2 separate regions of the Oryctolagus cuniculus genome follow, and region 2 is linked to region 1. The links are chromatin contacts, called in public Micro-C maps. All regions are on one chromosome and are shown on one strand. The core of a region is the stretch at or near the end of the contact, and the rest is flanking DNA. Distances in the headings are between cores, read along the strand shown.

What was found. Hi-C and Micro-C count contacts between places; a contact is called where the count stands out from the background.
Region 2: a Micro-C map of ear pinna shows a contact between it and region 1, with 5 times the contacts expected there. The contact joins the enhancer-like site here to the promoter of FOXO1 in region 1. A contact is called at or near these places in 2 of 6 Hi-C or Micro-C datasets (ear pinna and an unstated tissue).

What each region holds. Positions count from the first base shown.
Region 1 is chr9:72,836,311-72,841,107 of mOryCun1.1, reverse strand. FOXO1 (forkhead box O1) reads right to left here and starts at 2,021. Exons shown (of 3, transcript XM_051831745.2): 1 at 1,238-2,021. The coding sequence starts at 1,885.
Region 2 is chr9:73,014,119-73,018,725 of mOryCun1.1, reverse strand. No RefSeq gene overlaps it. Among named protein-coding and RNA genes, the nearest start is that of FOXO1, 180 kb to the right of the region's middle. Within about 2 kb of position 3,200, at least 6 of the 8 cell types and tissues checked have an H3K27ac peak or open chromatin away from gene starts, as enhancers often do. A contact at or near this core is called in ear pinna, where this site is marked.

The sequences.
Region 1 (4,797 bases), core at 772-3,271:
GACCTTTCTGACACATTAACCACAGAACCGACAGGGTATGTGAGCCAGTCGCTGTAACGCTCGCGCGGGGAAGACCACTCCGTGTTACGCCGTACAGTCACGCTAAGGGGCCAGGCGAGGCGAGAAAGGGGTCTGATTCAAGCAGCGAGTCTTTTCACATCCAAAACCGTGAGAAACTGTCGGCTTTCGGGGGCCCGCGCCGAGCGCGTCCTCCCGCGGCCTTCAAGGCGGGGAAGGGATGCGCCAGCCACCCCCCACCCGAGTCTTTGCCAGCCTCGCTCAGGATGTCCTGCCGTGGCCCGGACGCGCACCTCCTCTGCGACTTCCCCGGCCGCAAGGGTCACAAAACCCCCTGCGTCGGCCCTCACCGGCGCACCAGCGCTTCATAACACTGAGGTGGCGAGGCCAAGAAAAGGCGCGCGGGCGCGCACACACACACCCACCCTGGCCTGCCTCCGTGTTTCTAATTATTAGCCTCACACCGTGGCCAAGCCCATGTTTGGGGCGCTTCCCTGCGTGGACCGGGGCCGGCCCGCCGCGCTGGCCCTTTAAAGGCGCTCGCTTCCTGCGCCCGCGGCCCCTCCCCAGCCGCCGCCGGCGCCCGCCCCCGCCGAGGGTCACACTTGAACTTAGCTCGCCCCGCGCGGCCGGGCGCCGGCGCTCCGCAGGCGGTGGCCGCCCCTTCGCACGTGTCGGAGGCGCTCCCTCGGGCTCGGCGCGCCTGGACCCCAGCACCCGAGGCCACCCGGGATAAAACCAAAACAAAGCCAAAAGCGCATCGGCCTCCAGAAGTGGCGCGGCCGACCCCGCACCGTCCCAAGGCTGTCCCCTCCACCTGCAGCCGTGCCCCCCGGGTTTGGGTGCCCCCCTCGCCGCCCCCTCCACCGCTCGGCGCGGCGGAAACGGCCCCGCGCTGCGAGGGCGGAGAGGAGCCGCCCTCCCCGCCGGAGGTCCGGGAGGCAAAAGGGGCAGCCGCTCCGCGTGAAACCTTCTCTCTCTGACTGGCAAACTTTCCTGCCCGCTCTGACGCCCAGTTCCTGACGCACTTTCTTCACGCCTCAGTTCCCCCCCAACACGCCCCTGTGCCTGTCCCACCGCAACTCTGCGGCGCGCGCGCGCCTCCCCTCCGCCCGGGCAAGCCCCCGCACCTGCCACTTCCCACCCGCCCTCGGCCGCCCGCGCGACCCGCCCAGCCACCCCCGCACCTGCCCCACCGCGCCCCGGTCCGGCCGCTCACCTTCCAGCCCGCCGAGCTGTTGCTATCGCCCTTATCCTTGAAGTAGGGCACGCTCTTGACCATCCACTCGTAGATCTGAGACAGCGTGAGCCGCTTCTCGGCCGAGCTCTCGATGGCCTTGGTGATGAGGTCGGCGTAGGACAGGTTGCCCCACGCGTTGCGGCGGGACGAGCTGCTCTTGCGCGGCTGCCCAGCGAGCGGCCCAGCAGCCGCGGGGGGTACAGGCGGGTGCTGTGACAGTGGCCCGGGCGCCGGGGGCTGCGGCGGCGCCGGGTGCAGGCAGCCCGCCGCCTCTGCGCCCTGGAAGTCCCCGCACAGTCCCCCGGTGGCAGCCGCCGCGGCCGCCGCCACCGCCGCCGCCGCCGCTGCGGCCGCCGCCACGGAGCCGGGCGCCTGCGGGAAGTCCTCGCTCTCCTCCAGCAGGCTCAGGTTGCTCATGAAGTCGGCGTTGACAGCGGCCGCCGAGGCTGGGGGCAGGCCCGCCGCGGCGTCGGGGTTGGCGGCCGCGCCGCCCGACGGCGCCGGGCTGGAGGTGGCCGAGTTGGACTGGCTAAACTCCGGCCTGGGCAGCGGCCAGGTGCACGAGCGCGGCCGGGGCAGCGGCTCGAAGTCCGGGTCGATCTCCACCACCTGAGGCGCTTCGGCCATGGTGACCCCCGCCCCTCCCCCAGCCGCCGGAGAGCCGAGAAGGGGGGGAGCGCAGCGCGGAGCGGAGGGGGCGCAAAGGCTGGCCCGAGATCCTGGGGGGATGGGGGGAGGACGAAGTCAGTGCCGCGAGCTGACGGAAACCGGGAGGAAGGAGCAGCGGAGTAGCCGCGCGAGCCCAGAACTTAACTTCGTGGGTCCATCAACATCCAAGGCTGCTCCGGGTTCGCTGCACCACCAGGACGGCTGGCCAGAGCCGGGCAGCTCCAGGGCCGCGCTCCTGCTGACAGGGCCACGGACGGACGGACGGACGGACGGACACCGCGGGCCGCTCGCTCTCGCCGGCGGCGCGAGCGCGGCGCAGCTGCCTGTTGAATGCGCTGGAGGCGGCGGCGGCGGCGGCGGCGGCAGCAGCAACTACGCGGCTGCCCGACTTACGGGATCTGCCACCGCCCCCCGCCCGCGGCGGCGCGCGCGCCGGCCCGCCCCCGATTGACAGCCCGCGCAGCCAATGGGCGCGCGGCACCGCCGCCCAAGCAGCCAGTGGGAGAGGGCTGGGGAGGGGCCCGGTTTTCCACGAGGAGGCGGCTGTGGGTTGGTAGGGGGGTAGTGGGGTGTTTTTCTCGTTGGCGCACACGCACGTTCTCTCTCTTTTTGTGATTATTTTCTGGTAATTCTCGAGTATTTCTGCGAGTCTCTCGCCCTCTTACTGTTTTGACTGCTGAGAGGCAAACCAACGTGGAGGCGGCGGCGACACTTTGTTTACTACGGGGGAGCCGAGCCGTGGACTGGCGAAGCCCGAGCGGAACGAGCGGCTGCCGTGGCCCCGACCTCCGCTCGGCGCCCAGACCAGGGCAGGGCAGGGCAGGGCGCGGGGCGGGGCGGGGTGGAGGCGGCCGCGCGGAATTCCACTCGGTCGCCCCCTCTCCGCTCCACCCACGCGGTCCGCGCGGCGCGGTGCGGGGAAGTCGGCAGGGTTTGTTTTCGTGCAGCGTTTTCTTTCGCTGCGCTCGGTCAAGTCCTCCTGCCCCCGCTCGGGCCGCACACGCCTCCCCGTCCCCACCCCGGGAGACCGTGGGCCTTGTGGTCGGGTCCCTGCCGGCACGGGACGCCAGCCGCGCCGCCCCCGCGCCGGAACCCACCTGCGCGCGCCGCCCCCGGGGCTGGTCGTCCGGCCCGAATTCTGCCATTGTTGACCTAAAAGGGCAGAAATGAGGGAAAGGGCTGGGCAAGCACAGGGTCCCTGGGTCTCCTATCCTCTGGGACACTCTGCCCTAGCGCGCCAGCCTTGCACTGTCCACCGGGCCAGCGGTGGCCGCGGCGAAGGGTCGGCAGAGCAAGTTCGCGAGCACTTTGTCCATTTATTCCTTGCCCGTAATTAAGTGTAACAGTTGGCTTACTTCCTTTTTTATTTAGAAGTGATGAAGTGTTGAGTAAAAACGCGAGAGGGGCTGAGACCGAAGCCTTGACCACAGCGCTGCCCCACCCCCAGGTTGTGGGGCTGCCCGCTGCGTCCATCAGTCACTCCCACCCCACCTCCCCACCTTGCTCCATCTGGGCTCCAGGTCCGGGACGTCCTGTCCGGGAGCAGTGGGGCCAAAGGTGGAAACACAATTACCCTTGTGTCTTCAGGGAGCATTAGACAGTTTTCAAGTTCTATTTTGTTTTATTTATTTATTTATTTATTTATTTATTTATTGGAAGGATACAGAAGGCATTTCCTTTCAGAGGGATGGGAACACTTCAGGATGGAAGATGGACATTAGGGTTTTAAATACCTTGTCCACAAGACTGCTCCCAAGTCTTTAAAAAAAAAAATCCCTAAGTAGTTCCTCAATTTAAAAAAAAAAAAGGATCAAAAGAAAAGTAGGCTTCTTAGAAACGATTTAGAAGAAAGATTTATTTCTTCCTTTGTAGTCTCACTATCATTTTTCTTGGTCCGGGCCCCTGTGTCTTCGTAATCCATTTGTCCAGCAACTCCGTACTGATACTGGGGGCCGGTAGGGTGGGAATGGTGAGCCAGATGGACTGCGGTTAAGGATTGCTTCCCAAGCTCTTGTAGTGGTGTCTGACATTCACGGAAATGTGAACGGCCCTCCTCTGCCAGCCGCTAGGGGACCTCAGTAACCCAGATGATGAGCTCGAAGGCAGGTGGCCCTGTACTACTGTTGTAACCCCAGCCTTTCCAGTTTCGCTGTGCAGGAGCCACCGGGGTTCGGATAGTCACACCCCACCAAAGTGCCCCCAGTGGGTCGTTCTCGTCGAAGAAAGCCAACTGCAGTTTGGGCCTTCATTTCCAATCTTATTTGTCAGGGCCTGGATGAGAGGAGAATATTTCGTTCAGGGGTTTTCCCTACACAATTTCCCGAAATCCTTGATCTTTGAGGGTATCCTGCCCAGTTGTTTTTTTAAATGTCACAGTTAGCTTTTTTTTTTTTTTTATTTGACTTGGGACCAGGCATTGGCATATCTATTATGTGTGCCTGCACTTGTAAGTCCAGAGTTGGCTTCGGAGTGCAGCTTGCTATGTAGCCTGGGAGGCAGCATGTGATGGCTTAAGTAGTTAGATCCCTGTCACCCAAGTGGAAGACCTGGTTTGACTTCCCAGCTCCCACTCTGCCTGGGGAGTGAACCAGCACATTGAAGATGGCTCTCTGTCTCTGCCTTTCATATTAATAAATAAATATTTTTAAGCAGGTAGGAAAAAGTCTCCATAACTGCCTACTATACTGTTGTATTTCTGTATCAATTTAAGGGCTGGGGCTATGGCATAGTGGGTAAAGCCACTACCTGCAATGCTGGCATCCTATATGGACACTGGTTTGGGTCCTGGCTGCTCCATTTCCGATTCAGCTCCCTGCTATGGCACCTGAGAAAGCAGTGGAAGATGGCCCAAGTCCTTGGGCCCCTGCACC
Region 2 (4,607 bases), core at 1,951-4,450, 180 kb before region 1:
TTATTTATGTTTTCTTTCTTTTACTACGTAATCTGAAATTTAATTCTAAGCATGATGACATTTTCAATTTTCTTTTTTTCTTTTTTTTTTTTTGACAGGAAGATTTAGACAGTGAGAAAGAGAAAGAGACAGAGAGACAGGTCTTCCTATCCATTGGTTCAGCCCCCAAATGGCCACTACGGCTGTCCTGCTGCGGCCAGCACACTGCGCCGATCCGAAGCCAGGAGCCAGGTGCTTCCTCCTGGTCTCCCATGAGAGTGCAGGGCGCAAGCACTTGGGCCATCCTCCACTGCCTTCCCAGGCCACAGCAGAGAGCTGGACTGGAAGAGGAGCAACCGGGACAGAATCAGGCGCCCCAACTGGGACTAGAACCCGGGGTGCCGGCGCAGCAGGCAGAGGATTAGTCAAGTGAACCATGGCGCCGGCCTCAATTTTAAATAAGATGTTCACATTGAAATTTCTCAAAAACTTCAGAACTCAAATAGTATCTATCATCTCCCAGCTAAGAAAGATGAGAAAATTAACGATTCCTAATTCCTATTCCCCATTCTTGCCTTCCTTATCAGCATACACTTTTTGTTATGTTACTGGAAATTTTTCTTCCTATATTGTTATCATATTATTCCTATATTGTTATATTATTCCTATATTGTTATTATACTAATATTATATTATATTACATTATATTTACATTCAGTAAGTTTTTTTTTTTACTTTCATGTACTTCTTTTAAATGCAATACGGCCACCTTTCTCAGACACCAGGATCTCTGCATGAATTAAATCTTCGAATTACTTCTCTCCAAAGCAGGAGTAGGCCCTAGGCTGAAGGACAGGAGAGGAAGGGGGCAGGGAAAACACAAAAAGGGAAACTGAATGAAGGCTGGGGATACACCAAAGGCCATCATACCTACTTCTCTCTTTTGTCTTTTCCTGAATATAGAGACAAGGGAAACATAATGTAAACTAAACAAACACTCCCGGGACACCAAGATTGCTGATGTTCTTTCTGAATAGGAGAGGACAGAGGGAAGACACAACTGGACGCATCATCAAAGGTTGTCACGGCAGGGGGCTGGCGCAGGAGGAGGCAGCAGAAGCAGCAGCCCACACCGTCCAGGGAGCCCTCCTGCAAACCTTGCTCCTTGACATCAGACTTTGAGGAAACTGTCCCGCTACAAAGGCAGGCCACGTCACATCCTGCGCACGCAGCCTCTGGCTGGGCGGGCTTTGCATTGTGGAATGGGGTTTGCACATGAAAACAATGGCCTCCTGCTCCTTCCAGGCTGAATGCTTTCTGCGACTGCCCTGGGTTCTTTATCTCAACCCCTTGTGAGAACACAGGAAACCCTGCTTCCCCAATCCTGAAATATCTGCCTCAGGAAGGAAGGGATATTGTCTTTCCAGGGCCTCTTTCGCTGTGAACCAATTCGATAGCCCGCTTTGTACATGCACTGCAAAAGCAAACCAATCCCACCTTCCTTGGAAATGGCATGTTGGAAAGACAATGTCCAAATCCATTCAAACAGCAGGAAGAAAAGTTAGGTCATAAAACCAGCACAAACTGGCGTAAACACAGCACCAGCGAGGCCTTCTGTTGCTGTTTGGTTTAGTTGGGTTTGTTGTTGTTTTGATTTTTGTTTTTGACTAGTTGAAGAGAAAAGCCATCCATCTGTTTTCCTTCCACATTCTTGCCTGACTTAAGGAAAAGTTTATTAATTCACCTTTCACCAGATCAATGTCAAATTCATCTTTTATAGAATTCTACTTTATATAAATTCTACTTTATAGAAGGCGCATCAGTCCAGTGTTATTTTATGATCAACTTTTACTAATGAGCAGGCTAAGTCAAGGCATCTTAAGAGATGAATGCAACTGAATTAGAGTGCTCTCACGATGACTATTTCAAGATTTCAATGTAAAATGTTTGGGGGCAGGGCCTAACAGCCAGCATGCCTTTAATCAGCCGTACCTGACTCTACTCCCAATTCCAGCTTCCTGCAAATGCACACCCTGGGAGGCAGCAGGCATGCCTCAAGACGCTGGGTCCCAGGCACCTACCTGGGAAACCTGGATTGAGTTTCTGGCTCCCAGTTCCATCAAGACGATGTCCTGGCTGTTACAGACTCTGGAGGAGTGAACCACGAGATGGGAAATGTCTCTGTCTCTCTGAGCGTGTGTGTGCGTCTGTCTGTGCAGGCTCACCTGCATTGGTGACTCTCTCCTCCTCAAATAAATAAAAAAGAGTCAAAACATTTGTTTCAATGGTTGACCGGGGTGGGGGGTGGGGGTGGGAGGAGTGAGGGGCTGTGGGAGGGGTGGTGTCCGGCCTATGGCACTGCCACCCATGCTTCTACAAGCAGAGATGGCGTTTATGGTGGGCAACATTTGGGGGCCGGCACTCGTGCCTCTCCTGCTTGTCCCTGGCTCACACAGCTGCCGGTGGCCTTTGTGTCAGGGCTGAGGACACCCCCTTTCTGTGAAAGACCCTCAAATGAATTTCTAAAGAACTCTCTGCCTTGAAGTCACTGCATCCCGAGGCCACTTCTGTCTCCTGCTTGAAGACTCCACCACCCCAGACCCACACACAGAAGTGCAACTAACATACTGAAAAATGAGAAAAAGGTTAAGCCCTCTGTGCCTCCGGCTTCTCGCGGGCCGCTTCCGGGTCTGACTCTCCTCGGATCCTTGGCCTCCCTTGCACACCCGCGCCCCCAGCGCCTCTCCCGCCGGGCCCCGGGCCCGGCTCCATCCCGTTGCCCACCCAAGTGGCCCTGCCTCAAGTGTCCTCCAGCACCCAAGCCTGAGCCTCCCAAGCGCCTGCCTCCCGAGGAGGTCCCCATTGAGGAGCGCGAACAAAAGCGGCCTTTTGCAGGCTCGCCCAGGCACAGCGAGAGCGAGGCGGGCTTTGAGGAGCCTGCCAAGCAGGGCGAAGGCCTCGCTTTGAAAATGCGGACTTGGCAAGCTCAGGGAACAGCGCCGCGGGGAAGAAAGCCCCTGGCCCGGCCTCCCCAGCGGCGGCGGCGGCGGCGGCAGCGGGCACCCGGGCCCCTTGCAGCAGGTCCCATGGGACGCCGGCAGGGAGCTGGCAGGGCTGCAGCCCATACGTGCCACACACGCTTGCCGACTGCTGAATCCCGGCTGAGAAAGGACAGCGCTGTTCAGTGTGTGAAGGTCAAGCTGGACACGCGGGAGGGGCCGGGTTCGCACTGAGATCAGGGAAGGGTGGAAAGGGAGCCCGGAAAACGCATGATCCCAGGAGACGGTGCTCCTCGGCTCTGGGTGGCAATGAGCCAGCGCCATGATTCAAACAAAACATCCCCTACCGGCCTCCTACCCCCGCCCGTGGCAGCCCCGGTGTTGTCTGGGCCTAGGCTGAGGGCGTGAATTTCTTTGCCCTCGGTTTCTCCCTCTGTGAAATAGGCCTAAGAGACAGGAGGCTGGGGAGCTGCTGGGTAAAACGCTGTTGTTTCATCAGTGCACAAACCGCAAACCGGAGCCCTAAATGCTTCATCAGCTGACCGCCAGCAAGTGGGGGAATGAGAGGCAGAATTCACAGGCGGCCACCTCGCCCATCTGTTTATTTTTCCAGTCTTGGTCTCAGATGGCCCCAAGGCCCCAGACTCACAGCAGGAATGTCTCTTCCTGTGGCAGCCAGAAAGAGTGCAGAGGACAGTGTTATTCAAGGTCATTTGAAGGAGGCCAGGAAGGACCTACTTGCTATAAAGGGTCATTGTGGAAACGCAAAGTCCCGCCCAGGGAGGGACAAGGTTAAGGGCAGGACTCCCACAGGGGAGGGCAGCCCAGGGCACCCCCTGGCTGAGATTTTAGGAGCAAAAGGAAAGCCTCGTCCCTTCTAGAAGGCAGAGTGACAAATCAAGCCCTGAGATCTATAAACTCTCTCTGAGCAGGCAGTAAGGAAAGTAATACGGGAGTCCCCCCCACCTCCGCTTTCTCCCAGAATGGGGGTGCGACCTGGAGGTCAGCTGCCATCCCTGCCCCTCTCCAATGCCTTGGACTGCTGTGTTCCTTGTGTGAGGAGGAACTGAGGAGGTGGGAGGCTCCTTGCAGGTGCAGGAAGGAACATCAACAGGACTTTGAAGGAATAAACAATGTTACCTAATTTGGCTCCAGTGTTTTTTCTGCAGGGCTTTGACACTTTCTAGGGAAACCCCCAATATCCTTTAAGGGCGGAGATCAGGGACTTCCATGTGGCAGGGAAGCTGCTGAAACCATTTGTCCCTCCGGCCAACAGCCATTACCACGCGTGGTGAGTCTGCAGTCAACACACAGACAGCAGGTGGGGCTCAGTCCCAGTCCTGGCTCTTTGGAAGCGTGGGGGCAAGGCCCCCAGGAATGAGCAGCAGAATGAACTCCTGCCGTGCAAAGAAAGTACTGAGGAACACAGAGCACAGGGCAGGTAACTCAGGAGAACCAAAGGAGAATTCACAGCGGAGGTGATGCTGAGGTTGCTCTCAGAGACCCGTAGGATTTCCATGCCAGGGTGAGGGACAGCACAAGCGAAGCTATGGAGCCAGGAGCGGCTGTGCCATAGCCAGAGCACAGAATGGAAGCAATGGGGAGGCTGGAAGGACAGCTGGGCCATCT